2 separate regions of the Mus musculus genome follow, and region 1 is linked to region 2. A link is a contact called in public HiChIP or PLAC-seq data. All regions are on one chromosome and are shown on one strand. Each heading gives the region's core, a stretch centred on a gene start, on an enhancer-like site or on the middle of the called end of the contact. The rest is flanking DNA. Distances are from core to core; before and after follow the strand shown. Region 1 holds the start of Angel2 (angel homolog 2). Region 2 holds the start of Smyd2 (SET and MYND domain containing 2).

Region 1 (5,208 bases), core at 1,276-3,775, 1.0 Mb after region 2:
GCAGATCTCTTGTGAGTTGGAGTGGAGCCTGCTCTACATAGTAAGCTTCAGGCCGGGCAGGGTTGCATATGGACAGATTTTTTTCAAAACCAGTCCAAGCAACGAACAATGATTTCCTTTTGTTTCATGTGCATGAGTATTTTACCTGCATTTGTGTATTTGTACCGCGAGTGTGTCTGATGCCTTAGGAAGTCAGAAGAATTAGGATCCATGAAACGGGAACACTGTGGAGATGTTCTGAGTGGGGACTTAGTAATCAGAGCAAAACCAAAAGCCAGTTGTAGACAAGGTTGTCCTGGACTCCAAAGGTTTTAGACACTTATGCACAGGTGCGTCATGGTGGTACACACTTACAGTTTCTGCATTTGGGAAGGCAGGCAGGAGATCCTGAAGTTCAAGGTTACCCTCAGCTACATGGCCTTTTAAAGGTTAGCCTGGAGCACTTGACAGCTCTTAACAGCTGAGCAATCTCTCCAGACTCTCAGACAACCCTTCTTTAAGACAGGTTCTTGGTGTGGCCCAGGATGGTCTCAAACTCTACAGGCTCCTGCCTCAGCTGTCTGAATGTTGAGATGTCAGCATATGTGAACAGACTTGCTTAACTTATTGAGTGACTAAAGCAGGATCTATTTAAGGGGACAGAACAATGTGAGCTGAGAACTTTCAACTGGAACATGAATGCAAAAATGGTGTTTTGTTTTGTTACAGAGACAAGAGTTCTCCAACCCTTAGGATAATCACCATGCTGCTATAAGGTAACTACTCTCTCTAAAGTTCTAGAGCAGACAGCTCCCAAAGTGTCTTTCGTCATCAAGAAACCTTCAAACTCATTGAAAGAATGCATCTTGACAGTTGGTGGTGCACGCCTTTAATCCCAACACTCTGGAGGTAGAGGCAGGTGGATCTCTGAGTTCCAGGTCAGCCTGGTCTACAGAGTGAGTTCCAGGACAGCCAGGGCTACACAGAGAAACCCTGTCTCAAACAAAGGAAAGGGAGGGAGGGAGGGAGGGAGGGAGGAAGGAAGGAAGGAAAGAAGGAAGGAAGGAAGGAAGGAAGGAAGGACCTTAATGCCATTTGCTTATTTCAAAACACTACATTTTTCTTTGCACAACAAGCAGAGGAGCTAAGGTGTGCTTGGAGGAGAAAGTCTGGTGATTGACAGGTCTTCCTTAAGTCTGCTCCAGTTAATAACCCTATCAATGATCTTTGTTTGCCGTATGTTGTGTAGTCAGTAGAGTACTAGGTTGAATAGATTTGAACAGGAGTCATGGACACTGTTCACAAGTCACTTACAATGTGATTATGGAACAAGGCATATAGGACACTACTGGCCACATGTAACTAACAACAACATTGTGATCACCCTTAGAAAATAGGACAGTATAAACCTCAAGCAGTCAGCCCCCATTTGTGGACACTGCGTTTGTAAACTGCCTACTCCCTAAAACCTACCTAAAATGTCCAAATCAATCCTCACAGTGTTTTGGTTTTTCTCCAACAAGGAGAAAGGCAAATTTTAGTTGCCTAGTGTGCTTGTCCCTGAGGTTAAACAAGGCACTCTGCCCTCTTGAGTTTTCAGACCGTAAAAAACTAACCTTTCTACCGACTACTTAGTGTCCCTTTCCCACAGTTTTACTGATTTTTCTATTAAAAGTGCCCCCCAAGTATACTGCTGCAAGATTCTGAGGTGACAAAAGTTAATGATGTAATATAGAGAAAATATGTGTACTAAATTATCTTCAATTAGGTATGTATCAGAAGACTGTTGGACAGAGTTTAACGTTAATGAAGTGACAATATAAATTAAATAAGGAACATGCATAAAACAAGACTTCATATTGGTTGATGAAAATGTGGTCCGAAGCCAAGTATGGCAGTACGTTGCTGGTGACCACAGTGCTCAGACAGGCATGTGAGATAAGTTTGACGAATGCCTGGACTGCACAAGACTTTTGTCTAAGGACACTCACGAGTGTGCGTGTGCAATCAGAGACTAGCTTTCCTCAGAGTTTGCTAATTCAGCATTCCTGACATGTTTACACAATATAACAACTGCAGATAAAGAGAAGGATATACACGAAGGATAAAGTATCTCTCAAAATTAACACAAGGAAAAGAACAAAACTTCCCAAGAAATTACTACCCACAGCTACACAGCTCTACCAAAGAAACTAAGCAAGCAGCGACCCTGGTTTCCAGTGCCCTCTGCCTCGCTATTCTCGCTGTCCCTTCTCCATTTATGTTTTCCAAGAAAGCTACGCTCGATCTGACAGACTCGGATCATCAACGCACTAATTAATGTACAAGTGGGTTCTCTGAGATTTGCACAAAATCAATTATAAAGTTCTACGGGAACCCACAGAATAGTATTTCCTCAACGTGGAAATCTACCTTTTGGATCTACGCAACCACGTAAATACACTTTAGGTCTCACGCAGCTCCTGCTCCTTCCTATGTCTTAAGAAAGCCGTCAAGCGCTAGCCTTCCGCCCTACCAGGAAATGGCTGTCCGCGCACGCTCTGCGCATGCCCGGAGTCGCACTGCTTAAAGGAACTGCCCCAGAAGGCAAGATGGTGACCGGGCCTGCGGCGAGACGCTCCTCCCAGCATGCCTAGCGGCCGGCCGGGAGCCGAGTGATGGGGATCCGGTAGGACCCGGCGAGCGGCCGAAGCTGAGGTGCAGCCGCGGGCCCGGGCGTTGGGCGCTCACAGAGAGCCAAGATGGAGACGTGGCGCTGTGTGAGGAGGGGCTACGGCCGCTGTGTGGCGGGGCGAGGCCGGTCAGTGGCGAGCGGCCGGCGGGATGGACAGAGGGAGGGACCTGGAGGGGCGGGCGGGGAGGGGAGGGGCGGGGCGGCGGGGCGCGGGAGGAAGGCGGAGGAAGAGGGTCCGCGGCGGGGACGCGCCAGGCGGCGCCCGGGGAGAGGTAACGCGCGGGCGGGCAGCAGCGGTGGCCGCGGCCTCCGGGATCCTGCGGGCCTCGCGCGGCCTCCACGCTCGCCGCCGCCGCCCGCGCGCAGGGCCCCGCCCGGAGGGAGGCTGCGCGCCCCGGGGTGGCTGGGCAGCGTCGGTCACGCGGAGGCCAACTTTCACCGCCACTCAAGTTCTTGCTCCGTCCTGGGTATTTTTCTTTCAATCCACTCTTTGAGAGCCTGGCGTGATGGCTCACGCCTGCACTTTCCACACCCCGGAGGCCGAGGCGGGAGGATAACCATGAATTTGAGGCTGGCCTGGATTAGGCAGCGAGCGTGACACTCCGCCTCCAAAAGTAAAAAAATAACTCACTTGAAATTTTAAAGCGCCACAGTACATGCAGCCTCTAATAATGTCACCCCAAGTAGTATCCACCGAATCTTAAATTGGATGTACGGATTATGTTTTTCTCCTATAAACTTTGAGGACTTAGTTATTAAGATTCCAGTGGTTTGTATAACCTTTGAAACTATATCGTACCACGCGTGGGAAATAGCACACTGTCGTTACATAAGCCGTTGGGATCTGCCCACTCCATTCCTGGTTCCTGTGCTATGGCATTTTCTGAGTACCAGCTGTGTGCTTGGCCCTTGGGTGGAGACTGGGCTTTCAGAGAATACTGAGGTTCGAACCCTCAAAAGCTCACTATCTTACAAGAAAAAGATGTGGTATAAATAACTGCCAATCCAAAGAATAAGCGTCACTGTGCAGGTTGCAGTATAGAAACATTTCAAGACAGAAAGTAAACCGTTATAGCACTGGGGAGGTGGAGGCAGGAGAATTAGAGACACCACCAGCCTGTGCTGATGGTCTTGGACTTGGTTTTTGTCTTGGTTTTTTGTTTGTTTGTTTTTTAGAGAAGGAGGGTTTTTCTTTGTATCTCTGGCTGTCCTGGGATTCATTGTGTAGACCAGGCTGGCCTTCAACTCAGATCTGCCTACCTCTGCCTCCTGAGTGCTGGGATCAAACTCATGGGCCACCTCAAAATTTTTAAATTTAAAAACAAAACAAGACAAGATCCAAGTGCTGAAATCCCTTTGAATGACTTTCGGGGTCAATTGCAAGATATAGTGCCCATGTTGTGACCTTAAAGATTTACAGTAGGGTTGATTTAGAGAATAGTTTGAGAGTACTTAAGTTTAAAGTACACAATATAGGTTATCTTTTCTAATGAAAAATAGCATAATAAAGAAATTCAGCATAACAAAATCTTAATACAACTTAAGCAAACCTTAGTGATAGTAGATGTTGAGACACAAACCCCAGAAGTATAGTCCTCAGAACCCTAACACTTTGCCAGATAATGCAGTAGGAGGCAGTGCTTTGTGAGAACTTGAGAGTAGCATGTCTGTTAAATACAAGTGTGGGGACCTGGAGCCATGGCTCAGGTAGCTAAGGGCTTGCTGTACAAAGCCAAGGACCTGGGTTGGAATCCCCAGCACCCATGGAAAGGTAAGGAAGGTGTCCTCATGCCGGGGAGGCAGGGACAGGGCATCCCAGAGCTGACCTGCTAGTCTAGACAATTCTGCCGAAGACCAGCCCCTGCGTGCGGTTCTTCTTGGTTCTTCTTGAGGCAGTGGAGGGGGAAGAGCGTCGGCAGAGGGTAAGACTTGGTATATTTAAGGTTGCTGTATAATAAAAAGTTTACTTATCTAAGTCCACTGTAACCGACCTGCCTTCTGTGATCCTCTGAGGTCAGAAACTGCAGTCTCTGGCACTTAGCACCTCATCCTAAAACAGCAGGAGATAAAGTAAACAATTAATTGCTAGGGCCTTTTCCCTATGATCCAGATGCCTCTTGTTGTGGGGCTACGGGGAAAGTTTGGAGCAATGAACTTCTGTTGAACCAGAAGAGAAATAACACTCACAGAAAGAACAACTTTTATATAAACAGACATATATAATTTCACATAAGTTCATACACAGATTCATGTATGCTCATTTATACAATTTCCATTCAAACCCAGTTGGGCTCAGCTTACATGCATTCTCACAATTACATACTTACACATCCATACTTAAATATGATTTTGAAGCAAAAGACCAAGCACTGGTGCAGAAAGAACTCACTCATTCTAAATGAAAAGTGAGTACCAATCTTTATCGCATAGAGAAAGAAAAGGCGTCTACCCTTTTAATGTTAAATGAATTACATATTTGTAAGGAAAAAGCTTTGTTCCTTTTAATAAGACTAAGCCTGCCTTGTCCTTACCATGGGAACCTGTTCTGTTCCACA
Region 2 (4,907 bases), core at 794-3,293:
ATACTATACTTCTAGCACAAAAAAGGACAGCGCAGCTTTTTTCTGGGGGCATGACACATGAACCGACACGCACCCCACCTGTAACATGCTCCTGAAACTCCACAGAGCTGTGCATCCCCCCCTTTAATACACAAGAACAGGTCAGGCCTCAGTCACACACAAGTAGGAGATGGAGTAACACAGTCTTAGAACGATCTAGCAAAACTAACCAGATTTTACGGCAACCACGGGATGCGGTACGAAGATTTCTCTAGGTGCACGGATCTTGTGAGTTTTATTTCTTGGGCAATATTTTAGTTGAGTTCCAAGTTCTGACTGTTACATAAGCCAAACAGAAGAGATTGGTTGACAATGGAATGGCAGCCTGGGGGGCCCAGGAGAGGGAACTGAGGCAAAATTAGTGACATTAACAAATGTCAAGGGGAGTGGGGGGTTAGCTGTCACAAATGACAGGATTCCTGAGGCTGGGTGATTTGTAAGGGTACTTCTGGAAGCTTGTGTGTCTTTGTACAATCAGGACACTCCCAACAGGAGAGAAGCACGCCTCAGCTGTCAACGCAGATATTTAATTTCAGGAGGAGAGAACTGGCCACGAGTCCCTACTACGCACTCCGCAAGGCCCACGCCTCTCACCGCACACCAAGCGCCAGGACCCCTGACGGAGGCCCCCTCTGTGCTGGGTGACCCGCTTTGCTCCTTTACTGCAGACACCCACACTGCTGCAGACTCCCAGCCACAGCGAGGCTCAGAAGATCAAGGGACCAGTTGCAGCAGCCTTTTTAACTTTGGGAAAACCCAATGCTCACTTCACTCAAACGTCGCAAAGTGGTGCCATGACCCTTTAGCTCTTGGCTCGCCAATTCAAAGAGGCACATCACATACAGCCCTTCCGCTGCCCACGGCACGCTTCTGCGTCTAGTTCCTTTCCAGGTCCCCCCCAGCGGAAGACAGTTCTGGCAGGGAGTCCGGCCGAGATTACTCTAATATGCAACCTTTGTCCATTCTTTTGTTGTCTTATTGTAGAACGAGGCGCACGAGTCTGGGAGGCTGAGAGCTTCGTGGAGTGCAGGACTGGGGGCAGCCCGCAAGAGGTACCTGCAGAACCCCAGGTTAGCTTAATCTAGCCCACCATCTCCACTTCAAAGGTGATGACACTGACCTTCAAAGCAAGTCAGGCAGGGTTCCTTCCTCAGGCATCCACAGATGGCCTGGGACAGGCTCAACTCCAAAGCCAGACCCCCTACCTCAGCAAACTTAGGAAGCAAGGAAGTGGGTGGGCGGGACGTGTCAGTCCTGACAGGCCAGGCTCCAGCCCCTAATTAGTGCCTTGTGTATACACAGCTACCCTTCCTCTCTGGGCTTTAGTGTCCCAACAGTAAAATGATCTCTTCTCGGCCTTTAAGATAAAGTGTGTCTGTAAAATGAAGACACAGGGTGGGATGGGGGAATCCCAACGCACCTTCCTGATCCGCAACTACCTTAAGGCTTAGCATGTGGCCGTGGATACAGCATCTACACACTCAGGACATGTATGAAGTAGTACAATCAAATATTCTCCCAACAAACTGTGTCCCCTCATCCCAATCCACGGAGCCCAGTCTCATAGGCGTGTCTGTTCCATAGCTTCCCTCCTCCAGAATGACCGGAAGCGTCCCTGGCTGATCGGGTCATCACTCCCTAGGGGGTGGGGGAGCCGCCCATCTCAGGACAGCTCGGGAGGCCTCGGGACCACAGAGAACCTAAGCTAGAACGGACACGCGTGGGGCGGCGCAGGTCCGGCTGCGGGGCAGGCCGTGGCTCAGCGGACGCGGCGCACGTGGCTCCGCGTGGCCCCTCCCGCCCGCACGGTCCCCGCGTACCTGGCGAAGCAGCACTCGCAGTGGTGGCCCCGCTCGCCCACGGTGAGCACGCAGGCGTAGGCCGGGCAGGAGAAGAGGAGGTCGCCCACGTGGAAGGGCCGCAGCGCGCGGAGCCCCCGGCCCTTGCCCGCACTGCAGAAGCGCTCCAGGCCGCCGCGGGCCTCGGCGCGCATGCTGGCGGCGCTGCGGCTGCGCGCTGCGGGGCACGCGCGTCACGGGAGGGAGGGAGGGAGCGAAGGCAGGTCTGCCGCGGCCGCCGGCCTTCAAGGAACTCGGCGCTCTGCTCGGGGCGGGTGCTGTGCCCTGGCCGCGCCCCGGAGCGCGGGGCGGGAGGGCGGTGCGCAGGGCGCGCGCACGGGAGTCCGCCTGCACCCGCCAGGCTGCGCTGCCCGGTGAGGAAGGCTGGAGTCCCAAGCCACCCAGGCCACCACCCGCTGTGCCCGCAGACAGCGTCCCCACTAAGATCCCGGGTGGTGGAGCAGGGAATGAATGAGTGTGGTTTGCAGTTGAGCTGTGCGTGCTAAAAAACACAGTTCTCACCTCCCAGGGAACTTAGAGAGAGTTCATTCTGGAGCCAATAGGAGGGGTCATGGCCAGGTTTGGGTTACCCCAAAGTCTACGTTCCAACGTTGTAACAATTTGATTAAAAAAAATTCCATAATAACAGAAAAAGAAAGTCATAAATCAAGACGTCAAAAATATGTCGGTGGGACCCCCCAGGTAGGCTGGCTGCAGAAGGGAGGGAACCTCAGCTACAGGCCTCAGATGCAATCTGACTGCACTCTCAATGTATGGCTTGATTATGTTCCAGGCGGTTTTACCTGTTATTCACGAGCTGGTAGGTTAGACACAGGATAGGCAACGGGTAGCTATTAAGGGAACTGGAGAGGGCCCAAGGAAAACTGCCAATAAGCTCCAGACATTGCAGCCTCTCCGCAAAGGTTGAAGTTCAAGTCGGTTAATTAGCTTTGCAGAAAGAGGGTCAGTGCCAGCTGCAGGTTTGTTTTTTTTTTCTCTCCAGCTTTCGTTCACAGGGCAAATCATAGAATGGGGGATTTGGAACCCGTGAATAAAATTTCTTTAGTGATAATATGAATAAGCCTTCCTCCAAGGAAAGGGCACCGTGGGTATGGGTTCTTTGGCCCATTTTTATTTTTTATTATTACCCTTTTTTTTTGTAAGTATGAGTGCATGTGTGCGAGCATACCCCTGTATGTGTGCTGGAAACATGTGTAGAGGTCAGAGGGCAACTTGCAGGAGTGGGTTCTCACCTTTTACCACATGGGGCCTGTGTCTGATTTGTCTGTCAGGTTTGGTGGTAGGTGCCTTTATACTCTGAACTATCTTGTAGGTCCATGTATCCATTTTAGTAACCATGGACATCACTGGACTATAAACTTGGACAAAGTGTAGGCCTGGATCCTTCAATTCCACGTAATAATAACCCTTCATTACTGGGTACCATTGAGCTAATGTGCTTATTTAACACATCTTGCTTACCTTAAAATAGGTGTAAGATTTGGGAAACCCTCTTCCATACCCTACTCACCTGTGACAAGCAACATTCTCAGGTAGGTTTGTGCCTAGAGCCCACTCTGCCGTCTGCTGGAAGCATTTTCTCAAATCTTGAGACTTTCTAAAGATGCCCACCTATGTAGATCTGCAGCGTGTTTTTTTGGATTCATTTTGGCTTGCTTTTTAGCATTCTGATTTGCGGAAGGATATCTTAGCAGTACAAAGAAGAAAAGACATAGAAATAAACAAACAACATGTTTGTAAACTCAGTACATGGTTTACTCTTCCAAGAACTCACTGCAGAGTTTGAGAAATGTGTTCCATTACACACACACACACACACACACACACACACACACACACACACACCTTTCTCCTACTGCGTGTTTTGTTTTGAGACGGGCTGGCCTCAACCTCCCTAAGTACCAGAGAATGACCTTGGGTTTTGAATCCTCCTGCCTCTGTCTCCCTAGTGATGGTATTACAGATATGCAGCACCACACCCAGTCCCCCGGGGCACTGGGGACTCAATCCAGGGCATCTCAGGGCAGAGGTTGAGTGTTACCGGAGAACACTGGAAAACAAGCAGCTTCATTTCAGAAAAGTCGGGATGAATTCGAATGACTGGAGCCGGGGCAGTGAGGCAATAGCTGTAAAGTTAGGAGCCTCCCGTAATGATAAAACCCGTGCTTAAAATAAATGGTCAAGGCGCGGCTCCCAGCCAGCCGGGGCAGACCGATGACAGCACCCTCCATGCATCTCATGCTTGCCGCTCTGCCACTCAGCGGTCTCACATTCCATGAAGGAAGCTGTCTGGCTGCCAGGGCCCGCCTGTGTACCAGCTCCTCTCCCGCTTGTCCCATGATTTGGGAAAAATCGGTGTTAGAAAGATTTGGGATGGCTTCGCCTCGCGTTGAAATACGGGCAAGGCACAGGATGAAGGCCCCCTCTGCTTAACCGCCTAAAAGATCATCTAATCCATTTGTAACGCATCCTTCCAGCTGCAGATTAACACGTGGAAGAAACAGCTCTGGGCTCGGAAATAAAGCCCTGGCAGAGGGGCCAGCAGGGAACACGCCCCGGCCCTCTGTTGTTCCTCTATATGTACTTTATCTGCTGCGCATGTGCAGAGGAGATCCAGCACTTTGGGGTCCTATAGCCACAGACAGCTGGGGTCTAATCGGGAAGGACCTGGGTAATGCCACTCAAAGATATTATTAGGGCCTCATATCTAGAGCCTGTAAACATTACCTTGTAAGGTTAAGAGGGAGTCTTACCAGTGTATTGAGGACTGGAGCTAGTGTGAGCCCCCGACTCAATTCCATCGCAAAGCCCCTTTCCAGAGAGGCAGAAAGAGATTTGACATGGCTGGAAGAGGAGGCAGCACATGCTGTAAGGACACAGATTGACTTGATGTGGTCTTTTTAAGACTGTCAGTGAGACCTGCCTTTCCTCAGTGCCCCGTTCTGAGCATGGCTTACAACATCCTGAGTTCAGCTCAGGGATGCTATGTCCACATGTCTGGCCTACTGT

The links. HiChIP or PLAC-seq counts read pairs in DNA pulled down with a chosen protein or histone mark.
Region 1: a contact with region 2 is called in an H3K27ac HiChIP or PLAC-seq map of embryonic stem cells, with 6 times the contacts expected there. The contact joins the promoter of Angel2 here to the promoter of Smyd2 in region 2. A contact is called at or near these places in 7 of 39 promoter capture datasets (cranial neural crest, embryonic stem cells, frontonasal cranial neural crest and 3 more), 1 of 484 Hi-C or Micro-C datasets (embryonic stem cells) and 12 of 115 datasets of contacts at active chromatin or transcription factors (the SCID.adh cell line, astrocytes, embryonic forebrain and 5 more).

The regions. Positions count from the first base shown.
Region 1 is chr1:190,925,980-190,931,187 of GRCm38.p6, forward strand. It overlaps Angel2 (angel homolog 2), which reads left to right and starts at 2,526. Exons shown (of 9, transcript NM_021421.4): 1 at 2,526-2,779. The coding sequence starts at 2,721.
Region 2 is chr1:189,920,248-189,925,154 of GRCm38.p6, forward strand. Smyd2 (SET and MYND domain containing 2) reads right to left here and starts at 2,044. Exons shown (of 12, transcript NM_026796.2): 1 at 1,860-2,044. The coding sequence starts at 2,032.